Linked DNA regions of Sus scrofa: region 2 is linked to region 1. Evidence: chromatin contacts called from public Hi-C data. All regions are on one chromosome and are shown on one strand. Each heading gives the region's core, a stretch centred on a gene start, on an enhancer-like site or on the middle of the called end of the contact. The rest is flanking DNA. Distances are from core to core; before and after follow the strand shown. Region 1 overlaps ASB7 (ankyrin repeat and SOCS box protein 7). Region 2 holds the start of LOC106509041.

Region 1 (4,626 bases), core at 613-3,112:
CTGCGGGGTTTGCTGGGCAGCATCAGAGACCAGGAGGCGCTCCGAGATTTGACTTGATGCACCCTGCACCACCCAACCTTCTTTCACTCTGGTTTTTAAGAGACAGCCAGGACAGAGCTCCAAAGAGCATCTGCTACAGTCAGTCCTCCTAGCACAGAATTATTCACTAAGAAAAGAAAATCTAAGAAATAATACACAGGTGAATCAGAAGCACTTAATCTGCTTTTGATAGAAAACAGCACTGATGGCAGAGTCAAGAAGTAACAAATTAGACTGCAGCATCTGAAGACAAAGGATAACCTCCAAGGACAGCCTTCCAAGGACAGATGGTGCCTCATTTCTGAAAAGCACCCCAACCAAGTCTGCTCAGCCACTATCCTTTATGGAAGCAATCAGCCAACCCACACTTCCTGAGGACCTACTAGGTGCATGGCTCTGCTCTATATGTAGTGAAGAACTCAAACACAAAGAGGCAGTCACATCCATTTTTCTATCTGCCCTAATTTTAAAGGTACATGTGGAGTTCCTTGGTGGCACAGTGCGTTAAGAATAAGGCATTGTTAACTGCTGTGGCTCTAGTTGCTGCTGTGGTGCAGGTTCAATCCCTGGCCTGGTAACTTCCACATGCCCTGGGCACAATGGGAAGGGGAGAGAAGGGAAATAATACAACACACGCGTCGCTACACATGGTGGGTTGGACACTTCCTGGCTTAAAAAAAAGTGCCTGTTTGCACAAAAACAGGTCAGTTACAATGTCCTGTGTGGGCCAGGGACAGTGGCACTATATTTTCCACTGATAGTTAATTTTTTCCTTACAACAATTGCTACAACCCTTACAACCCTTAACCTGCATTACTCAGATATGTAAGTAAATAACACTGCTGTTCCATTTCATGTGTCCCACACTGTAATGAAGTAGAAAAGCAACAATAAAATATGAGCAAGAGCTTAGCCATAGAGCGCAAATTCTAGCTCACTTTCATAGCTATGGATGCCAATATCCAAAATCCTCCTTCTAATTCCTCAATCTTAATTCCACAAAAGCCTGGAAATACTATGCTTATGAATAGCAGGAAGTGCCTTGTTCTAACATCGATCTTTGTTAATTTAAAAAATTCTCCTGTTTCTTTTTCTCCATTTCTTCTCTCACCCCACCCTATCTACTCTCATTACTTCTAGTAACACAACTGTTTTTTTATGAAATCTTGTGATGTGGAGCCTTCTTTTCATTTTACTTACCAGGTAGGGCTAACAGGAATCATTCATGTCTGGCCATTTTAAGTTGTAAAACACCTTAAGCTCCTCAGAAGATGCAATTGAAAAAAAAAAAAAAGTAGTAATAGTAATAATTAAATTACATACTTGTGACTTCCTGTAAGAAATCCAAACACGGTCGACTACTTCCAGAAATGCTTATTGAAACAGCCAGTGGGGTCTGTCCTTCATAGTTCCTTGTGTTCGTGTCCGCTCCATAATTATATAACATCCGCGCACAAAGCACGTCATCCCTAAGGGCAGACAGATGTAATGGCGTCTGTCCATCTTCTAAGCGACCCAAGTTTGTGTCTGCTCCTCTTTGAAGGAACATTCGGCAATAAGAGTGATTGCTTTTGATCACAGCGTATCGCAACAGGAAACCGTTCTGAATGTCGATATTGGCATTGTGGTCCAGGAGGATCTTCACACAGCTCGACCTCTCCCGGATAATGGCAAGCTGAAGCGGTGTTGTGCCTTTATCACTGAGTGGGTCGACCTCAGCCTTGAACTCCAGGAGGAGTCGGACGAATGAGTCCCTACCATAGTGGGCTGCCACATGCAGGGGGGTCCAGCCATCATTGCTTTTGGCATTAATGATGTCGCTCCTGTATTCGGATTCCAACATGAGGCGTGCAATCCGGGCCCGGCCATGCATGGCTGCGTAGTGAAGAGCAGTGAAGCCTCCGATTAAGTCCTTCACTGTGGGATCAGCTAGAGTGAGAACCAAATGGAAAAACATTAGCAGACTCTGTGACAAAGCAATGAACTCTGCCATGGGATGGCACATCTTAGCCGACTCTTGTTCGAAATGTGAAATGATGAAACAGTATAATGAATACCACGTACTTCTCAGCTTAACCCAAGCAGAGTTTTAATGGAAAATAAATTTTACTAGAGAGTTATCAAAGCTGGGTTAACAGGATGAACATGACTTACAAAGTGTTTAGAAGATGTACACAAAAAACAGAGTCCAGATCACCACATCCCTTCTCTTTGCTAATTGAACCAACTGCCCTTGGCTTCCCAACTCCCTCATCTCTGCACTGTTTCATGCTTCTCTTCTGTTTTGAACTTTTTATTTTATTTTCTCTTGTGCTTCTTCTTGGTCTTAAAGAGAAGCATGTGTAGCAACATCTGCTGCTCTAAATTACGGATGTACTGCGGTCTGGCAGACTGTGTTGTTTTAGGCTGTATTAGTTTAAAAAAAAAAAGTTTTTCTGTGGTCTGTAAAAATTCCAAAGCTTGTAAGATATATGCTAAGTGATCTTGATAAATTATGTTTTCATAAGATAAAAGTCTATTCTGAATTCTTCATTTTACAAGAATCTTGGTAAGAGTTAAGCAGCACACATTGTGTGAAAAGTTGGGAGAAACCTCAGCACTGTATAAATATTATTTTCTAAAACACTTTCAAAACTCTCTCCTAAATTGACAGATCTCTTGAAGAAAGAAAAGAAATAAAAGAGAGAAAGAAACAAAAATGATTTATCAGCTATGTTACTCCTCAAGTCACAGAAATTTTGTCACCTGCCCCCAATCTTTCCTGAAGCCAGGGGTCAGTTCTGCACACAACTCATCCTACTGGCCTTCCTGAGCAGGGGCAGAAAAGGGGAAGAACCCTCAGAGGATGCAGGTCACTTCCTGGAGGCCAGCAATTCCATGTGAAGATAACTGGGCAGACCTAACTACCTAGGATTAAAATGCTTTCTCCTGGAGTTCCCATCATGGTGCAGCAGAAATGAATCCTACTAGGAACCATGAGGTTGCAGGTTAGATCCCTGGCCTTGCTCATCGGGTTAAGGATCCGGCGTTGCCATGAGCTGTGATGTAGGTCACAGACACGGCTTGGCTCTGGTGTTGCTGTGGCTGTGGTGTAGGCCAGCAGCTACAGCTCCTATTAGACCCCTAGCCTGGGAACCTCCATATGCCACAGGTGCACCCCTAAAAAGACAAAAATAAAATACAATAAAATGCTTTCTTCTCATAAGAGTCATCCTTAATTTTTCATTTGTTCATAAAAAAAAAATTCATGCATGTTCTACAAACAAACAAATGAGACGCCTCCAAAATTATATGATCAAACACTCATGGACTATTTAGTACAGTGTTGCTTAGTTCTAAAACATTTTATGAAATCAAATTTTATGAAGTCTGCTCTCTTAGCAAAACCTATGAGGCATAAAACTATATGTAAAATAGTAATAAAACTGTGGAGAATACAAATTTCAATTAAGATGTAGTTGAAACAAACCTGTAAAAAGTTAACACTTTTTTAGGTAAGCTGTATCAGTTGAATTTCTAAAATCATTTAATATAAACTTACATTACACAGTAGCAATATTAATTTTATCTGCTTAAAGAAAATCAGGGTATCACATCTGCACTGGTCTTCAACTAAAAGAAAAATATACAGCACATATTCACTATGTGACAAAAAAAAAAAAAAATAGGCAAGAACATTTAAACAAAGCACACTGCTGCCACCTACTGGCAAGGCATAAACATGAGCTACTAATATTCCCATTTTGACAGACGCTGCTCAGATACCACATTTACCTAAAAGTAGACTAATTAAACACAGGCATGGCATCTAAAAGACATCTATTCAAACGAAACTGCAAATCTTGCCAAGACAGCATTTCTAATCTATATATGACCAATCAACTGCTTTCCAGACATTCTCTCTTAATCTGCTAGTGAAATTTAAGAATACCTTCTTCTCCTACCTTTCATCCACTGGGGGTGCCTTTAAAGGTGTCAGTAAGCAGTCTGTGTGCATCCTACACTCATTCTATTTGATAGTAAAATTAAAATTATGTTACATGAAATTGCACTTGCATCTTTGGTTTTCCACTTTAGCCCTTTTTAGATTCTACTTACATCTGGATGCTCTACTGAGCTAGGAAAAACAAAGATTTAACAAATAAAGCATGGTCTAAGTTTAAAATGCATTAACCGAGTACACACGGGAAACACAGTACAGAAGGAAGACTGTCGGTTAACAACACATAAAATCTGTATAGTTACTTTCCTTGAGGAATTAACAAAGGGGAAACACAAGTAAAGATGAAAAAATTATTAATTTAAAAATTATTATTAGCCAATGCAATAAGAAAAAGATCTTACTTATAATAGTAGCAAAACACCTAGATATAAATTCTGTCAGGATCACACAAGGCACATGAGTCCTTGTTTGACTGAACTGTCGTCACTTCACCTGTTGTCTGCTCAAATTCCTTCATCAGGAACCCCCTCCTGAACTCTAACATGGTAGCCCCGTCAACCTCATTAACTTCATCCACTTTGGCGAGCTTTCTCCCCCTAGGTGCAACCTATTTAATACAAATTGTAGCAGTTTCAAAAAACTCA
Region 2 (4,626 bases), core at 1,342-3,841, 230 kb before region 1:
GATGGTGGTCGCCCAAGTGGGTTCTGCTGACGCCATTTTACAGCAACTTCTATTGGGCCTCAGCTAGACTCAAAAGGAGTATCTTTTCAGGAAAGGGGATTTGAGGGAATTTTATTTTTCATAAAAGAGATAATAAAACCAGTGTTTTAACGGGCCAGAAAATCTTAAGGAGTCTCCCGGCTACTGGAAGAAATGCTAAGGAAAGAAAGGAGCCTTCTGAAGTGAAAGAGGCTGTGACCCTCTGAGGTCTGTGGGGAATTTTTTTGGGAGGACCCTCCCCTCATGAGAATCCCAGAGCAGAGCGCGGTGTTAAAACATGAGAACAAACAAAGGAGCGCCATCCTGCTAAAGACTGGACTTACTCTGGGAAATGGCACCCGCCAAGGCCAGGGCTCAGACCCACCATTTCCAGGATGTCCTCCATGAGCAAGAAGCACCGTGAATCAGGTTTGAAAAATAACAGACCATCCCAGCTCACACACTCCAGGGCCCAGTGCCTCGATACTGTATTTCTATTTAGCTGCTTCTTTCCTTGGCCCCATGGGCTGCCTGTCCAGCCAGAGTCTCCCTAAGCATTGCTTCAAGGGCTATCCACCCTCAGTCACAAGCACACCGGCCCCACAGCTGCTAGGAGGAGGCCTCTGTGGAGGTGGGCCTGGAGCAAAGACAGAGAGGCAGAGGCCTGGCCCTCAGGAGGAAAGGAGGGTGGAGAGACCTGGGGTCCGCTGTAGCAGCCATCTTTGCCTGGGAGCCCCCAGAGGATCCTGGCTCTGCAGCCCCTCTGCTTTGCCCACTTCCATCAACCTGAGTCGCACACCCAGTGTGTGTGGACACCCAGCAGGACAAAAAAAACACTGGCCGCTCAGTGCACTTGCTAAGATCACCTAAGTCAGGGCTGCATTTGCACTTGTAAAGGGCCATAAAGAACTGCAGAGAAAGAGGAAACTTTCCATAGGTGGCTGCATTGCTCTGATGGCACTCAAAAAGGTAAAAGGGAATAGGAAAATAATACATGTAATTTTTGGTTTCTATAGCATTTTAAAAAATCCTATAAAACAAACGAACAAACAAACAAAAACCCCCAAATACCGCCACCACCACACAGGTGAACACAAGCAGTGCTAAGAGCTAAAACAATTTAGGTACTCTTTTCACTGTTCCCAGAATCTGTTTTGGAATTTGCACTCTGAAGCAGACACTACTTAGGAAACTACAGTAAAAATAAGCCTCATCCAAGTGTCTCTGTTGATTACAGTTAATTTAAATAGCTTGTGATCAGAGGTCCAGCTGACAATAAGTGCCAAGCAAGAGACCAAAATCTGAAGGCCACACATAGTGGCCTGCTACTTTCTCTGCTTGATTAAAACTATTTGAGAAACATAATTGCTACTTTGGAAAGTAAAATTGATGGAGGAATTTTCTAAGTGCTGTGTCAGCTGGAGTTGGAAGCGATGGATAAGATTCAAAAATAAAAGGAGACAAAGTTGGGGAAAGCAAAGCCAACTGCGGCTTTTGGCCTGCGCCTCTGAAGTGCCACCAGCCCCAGCCCATCAGTCGCCAAACAGCCTCAGGGTGTCCTCTCATGGGAAGAGCTCCTGGCTGACCACGGAGCCCTGGGCTCCTGGCCTCACCATCTTCCTTTCAGCCCCAGGCAGGTGATCTCACCGCTTTGCCGATGCTCCAGCCTCCCAGCCCGCAGTGCAAAAAAGACAGAGAACCTCTGGATCTCGCGGCGTGAACGGGCCCTGCCACCCGCGGTTTCCCAGGCCCAGATCGAGACCGTGATCTGCCAACGACAGGGCCTCTGGGCTCCAGTACGGTTTTATCAGTGAGCACCTTCCTACTTGCCACTGCTCTACTGGTAAGCTGGTAAGAGCTAAGCACAGGGGGTGCCCGAATTTTCTCGCGCTGCTCCCTCTGACATTCACGCTTCCAGTTGCAGCTCCGGAGGCAGCCAGAACTCTCAGACCCGCTCTTGGCGATTTCAGGCCCCCTCTGACCCTCCGGAAGCTCGACCCCTTCATTCCTGGAAACCACGCCGCAAAGTCTGCGGGGAGACCACCAAGCCCAAGTCACGGCGGCTGCGCATCATCATTCACCTTCAAAGAGGGCCCTGCACCGGCAGCACGTCGGGGCCGCGCGGGCGCTGCGGAGCCTCCCTCGCGCGGCTTTGAGGCTCAAAGCGCTGAGCCCTAGCGCGCGAGAGCCCGGAAGATCGCGGAGTCTCTTTCGGGGTGCGCGATGGACGCGCTCGGGCTGCGGACTCCTGCCCTGGATGCCCAGTGCTGGACGCTGCTCCAGGAGGGCCTGGCCCGGCGGAGAGGCTCGGGTCACCGGAGCGCGGGGCAAACTCAGCTGGGGGCGCGCTGCCCCCACCGTCCCGCACGGTCGGAGCGGAACAGCAGGGCTACCGGTCCCGCGTTCCCGCTACCCCCGCCGGGCAGCCCAGCGGGGAGCCAGGCAGCCGTCGGGTGGGACCGGTGACCACCTCACCTTGGTGAACTTGACCTCCAGGTTGCGGATCGGGCGCGGCAGGGCGGGTGACTTCCTGTCCGGCTGCCCGTTCTCCACGGCCCCGTTGGTGGTGGCCATGGCTTCTCTGCACTCCCCGGCCCGAAGTGCCCGTGTCTTCCGCGCCGGTTCAGGCCTGGGCGGTGCGCAGCCTGCTCTCGGGGTGACAGCTCCGCGCCGCTTTATGGAGGCCCCACGCCTCCCGCCCGAGGGGGCCGTCTAATTGGCTGCAGGACGAGAGGAAGGAAGGGCGGGTAGGAGGGGAGGGGGCCGGCCCGGCTCACCCCACCCCGCCTGCCGCCTCTGCAGGAGCCCGGCCACCCCCAGCCCGGCCACCGCGCTGCGCTTCCCGCCCGGGAGGCTGCCCTTGGAGGAGCTCCCCGAAGCGTCGCCGGGCCCCGGAAGTCTCTGGCTCCGACAGCGGGCCGGGGCCGGGGCCGAGAGCGGGGGCGCGCGGCTGCAGCGCCGGTTCTCTTCCCGAGGTCAGGCGAGTCTCTCCGCCGCACCTGCCGCCCCCTGCCCGCCGCCGCTCTGCGCACTCGCCCAACTTTGGTCCGCGCGCTGCGCAGCGCTCCTGGTAAGCGCGCCCGCCCACCGGGGATCCTGCGCCGGGCCCGGCATCCCGGACCCTGCGGGGCGGTCCCGCGTCGCTGCCCACGTGCTTCGGCCTAGAATCCGGCCGCCAGGACTCGGCTTGCAGGACAGGCGCTCACCGCCCCCGCCGTCGGCCCCAGCTGGGACAGCGGGCGGGTGGGCGCGGAGTCTCCCCCGGGCCTGAGCAGCACCTGAGGGGCAGAAGGCGAAGGAAAGAAAAGCTGGCCCTTCCAGCCCCGTGTAGTGCAGCCCCGTGTAGTGCAGTCCCAGCGCCGATGGGCTTCTAACCTTCGCTGGCGCACAGCAGGCCTCCAAGCCGGGGCCCTTGGATACATTTGATCTGAGTTTTTAAATGCATGCACTATACCTCAATTTTTTTTTACAAAATGAGAAAAGGAGAAAGCACATACGATCTTCACAGCTTTGTTTTGAAGAGTTGAAGCACTTGTCCCCTAGGTAGTTCAGAACTTCCCAAGGAAACAAGGGCACTCCAGCTCCTCTCAAACGTTCCACCAACTCCAGGGACTTGCCCCAGGTCCTATCTGGGACGCGGAAGCGGCTGCTCATGCATGTGATCCCTCAGGTTTCTGGAAAATGATGTGGGGCACGAACCCGGAGGACAAAAACAGTGGTTTAATCCCCATAAGCCTCAGCCCCTCAGTCCATTTCCTTCTGTGAGTAATCTGGAGCAACAAGCAATGGGGACACTCCTTTCTGTCCTGAGGTTCCTTCTGTTTGTTTTGGGGACCCTCAAACAAGTTTCTGTCTTTCTCTCCTTCACCCTTCTGGGTGTCCTGGAGAAAGTTGTGATATTTTGCAAACCCATCATCAGACCACCTGCCTTTTAGGAGTGAAAGAACCCTACGCTGTTGTGGCTTAGGTTGCCCAGGTGAGGAAGGGAAAAGGGATAATGGGTCCCCTGAAAGGGTTAGGGCTAACTGACATCAGTGAGTCTGTCTTCAATGACAGGCTCAATGACATAGATGAGTCCCAAAGCAATGGTGTCTCTTTCCTTAGCTGCTCCAGCCAGTCCCTTGGCTCCCCATCCTGCCTGGCTGGTCCATGGCCCCCACTTAGTTCTCTTAGAAACAGGTGGGCAGATGTCTCATGTCTCATGCCTGGGGCGGGGGGGCCTCCTGGATCCTGAGCCCCAGCATCTGGGTGCCTGGGCTCAGTAGGGCCTGCAGAGACTGGAAGCAGACCCTCCTGCCCAGCAGTGTCTGGCCTTGGGGGCTAGATGCAATGACACCAACCACTTCACTTGCAACTCTCCTGTTGACACCCACCAACATGATTCTGGGAACCTGGTATTGGAGTAGGGTACTCAGCAGTAGCAGACAGCTGCCAGAGAGCAGATCATGAGGATGAGCCTGGCTCCAGGCTTGTCCAGACCAGCAGATTACCTCTGTTTCCCTGTCTTGCCACTCAGTGGGAGCAGTGAAGGCAAAATGGTCTTCGCCCCATTTTATAGGTGAGTAAACAGAGGCATGCAAATACTTGCCCCAGACATCACCTGCAGTG

What was found. A called contact is a pair of places that touch in the nucleus more often than the background predicts.
Region 2: a Hi-C map of omental adipose tissue shows a contact between it and region 1, with 2.4 times the contacts expected there. The contact joins the promoter of LOC106509041 here to the enhancer-like site in region 1. A contact is called at or near these places in 4 of 5 promoter capture datasets (fetal liver, fetal skeletal muscle, liver and 1 more), 22 of 47 Hi-C or Micro-C datasets (adipocytes, adipose tissue, alveolar macrophages and 14 more) and 1 of 2 datasets of contacts at active chromatin or transcription factors (skeletal muscle).

What each region holds. Positions count from the first base shown.
Region 1 is chr1:139,219,282-139,223,907 of Sscrofa11.1, reverse strand. ASB7 (ankyrin repeat and SOCS box protein 7) reads right to left here. Exons shown (of 6, transcript XM_003121646.4): 5 at 1,363-1,968. Among named protein-coding and RNA genes, the nearest start is that of ASB7, 30 kb to the right of the region's middle. Within about 2 kb of position 1,862, at least 3 of the 83 cell types and tissues checked have an H3K27ac peak or open chromatin away from gene starts, as enhancers often do. A contact at or near this core is called in adipose tissue and omental adipose tissue, where this site is marked.
Region 2 is chr1:139,449,580-139,454,205 of Sscrofa11.1, reverse strand. LOC106509041 reads left to right here and starts at 2,591. Exons shown (of 3, transcript XM_021084942.1): 1 at 2,591-2,626; 2 at 2,682-3,088. The coding sequence starts at 2,591. It overlaps ALDH1A3 (aldehyde dehydrogenase family 1 member A3), which reads right to left and starts at 3,126. Exons shown (of 14, transcript XM_021098574.1): 1 at 3,018-3,126; 2 at 2,494-2,738. The coding sequence starts at 2,592.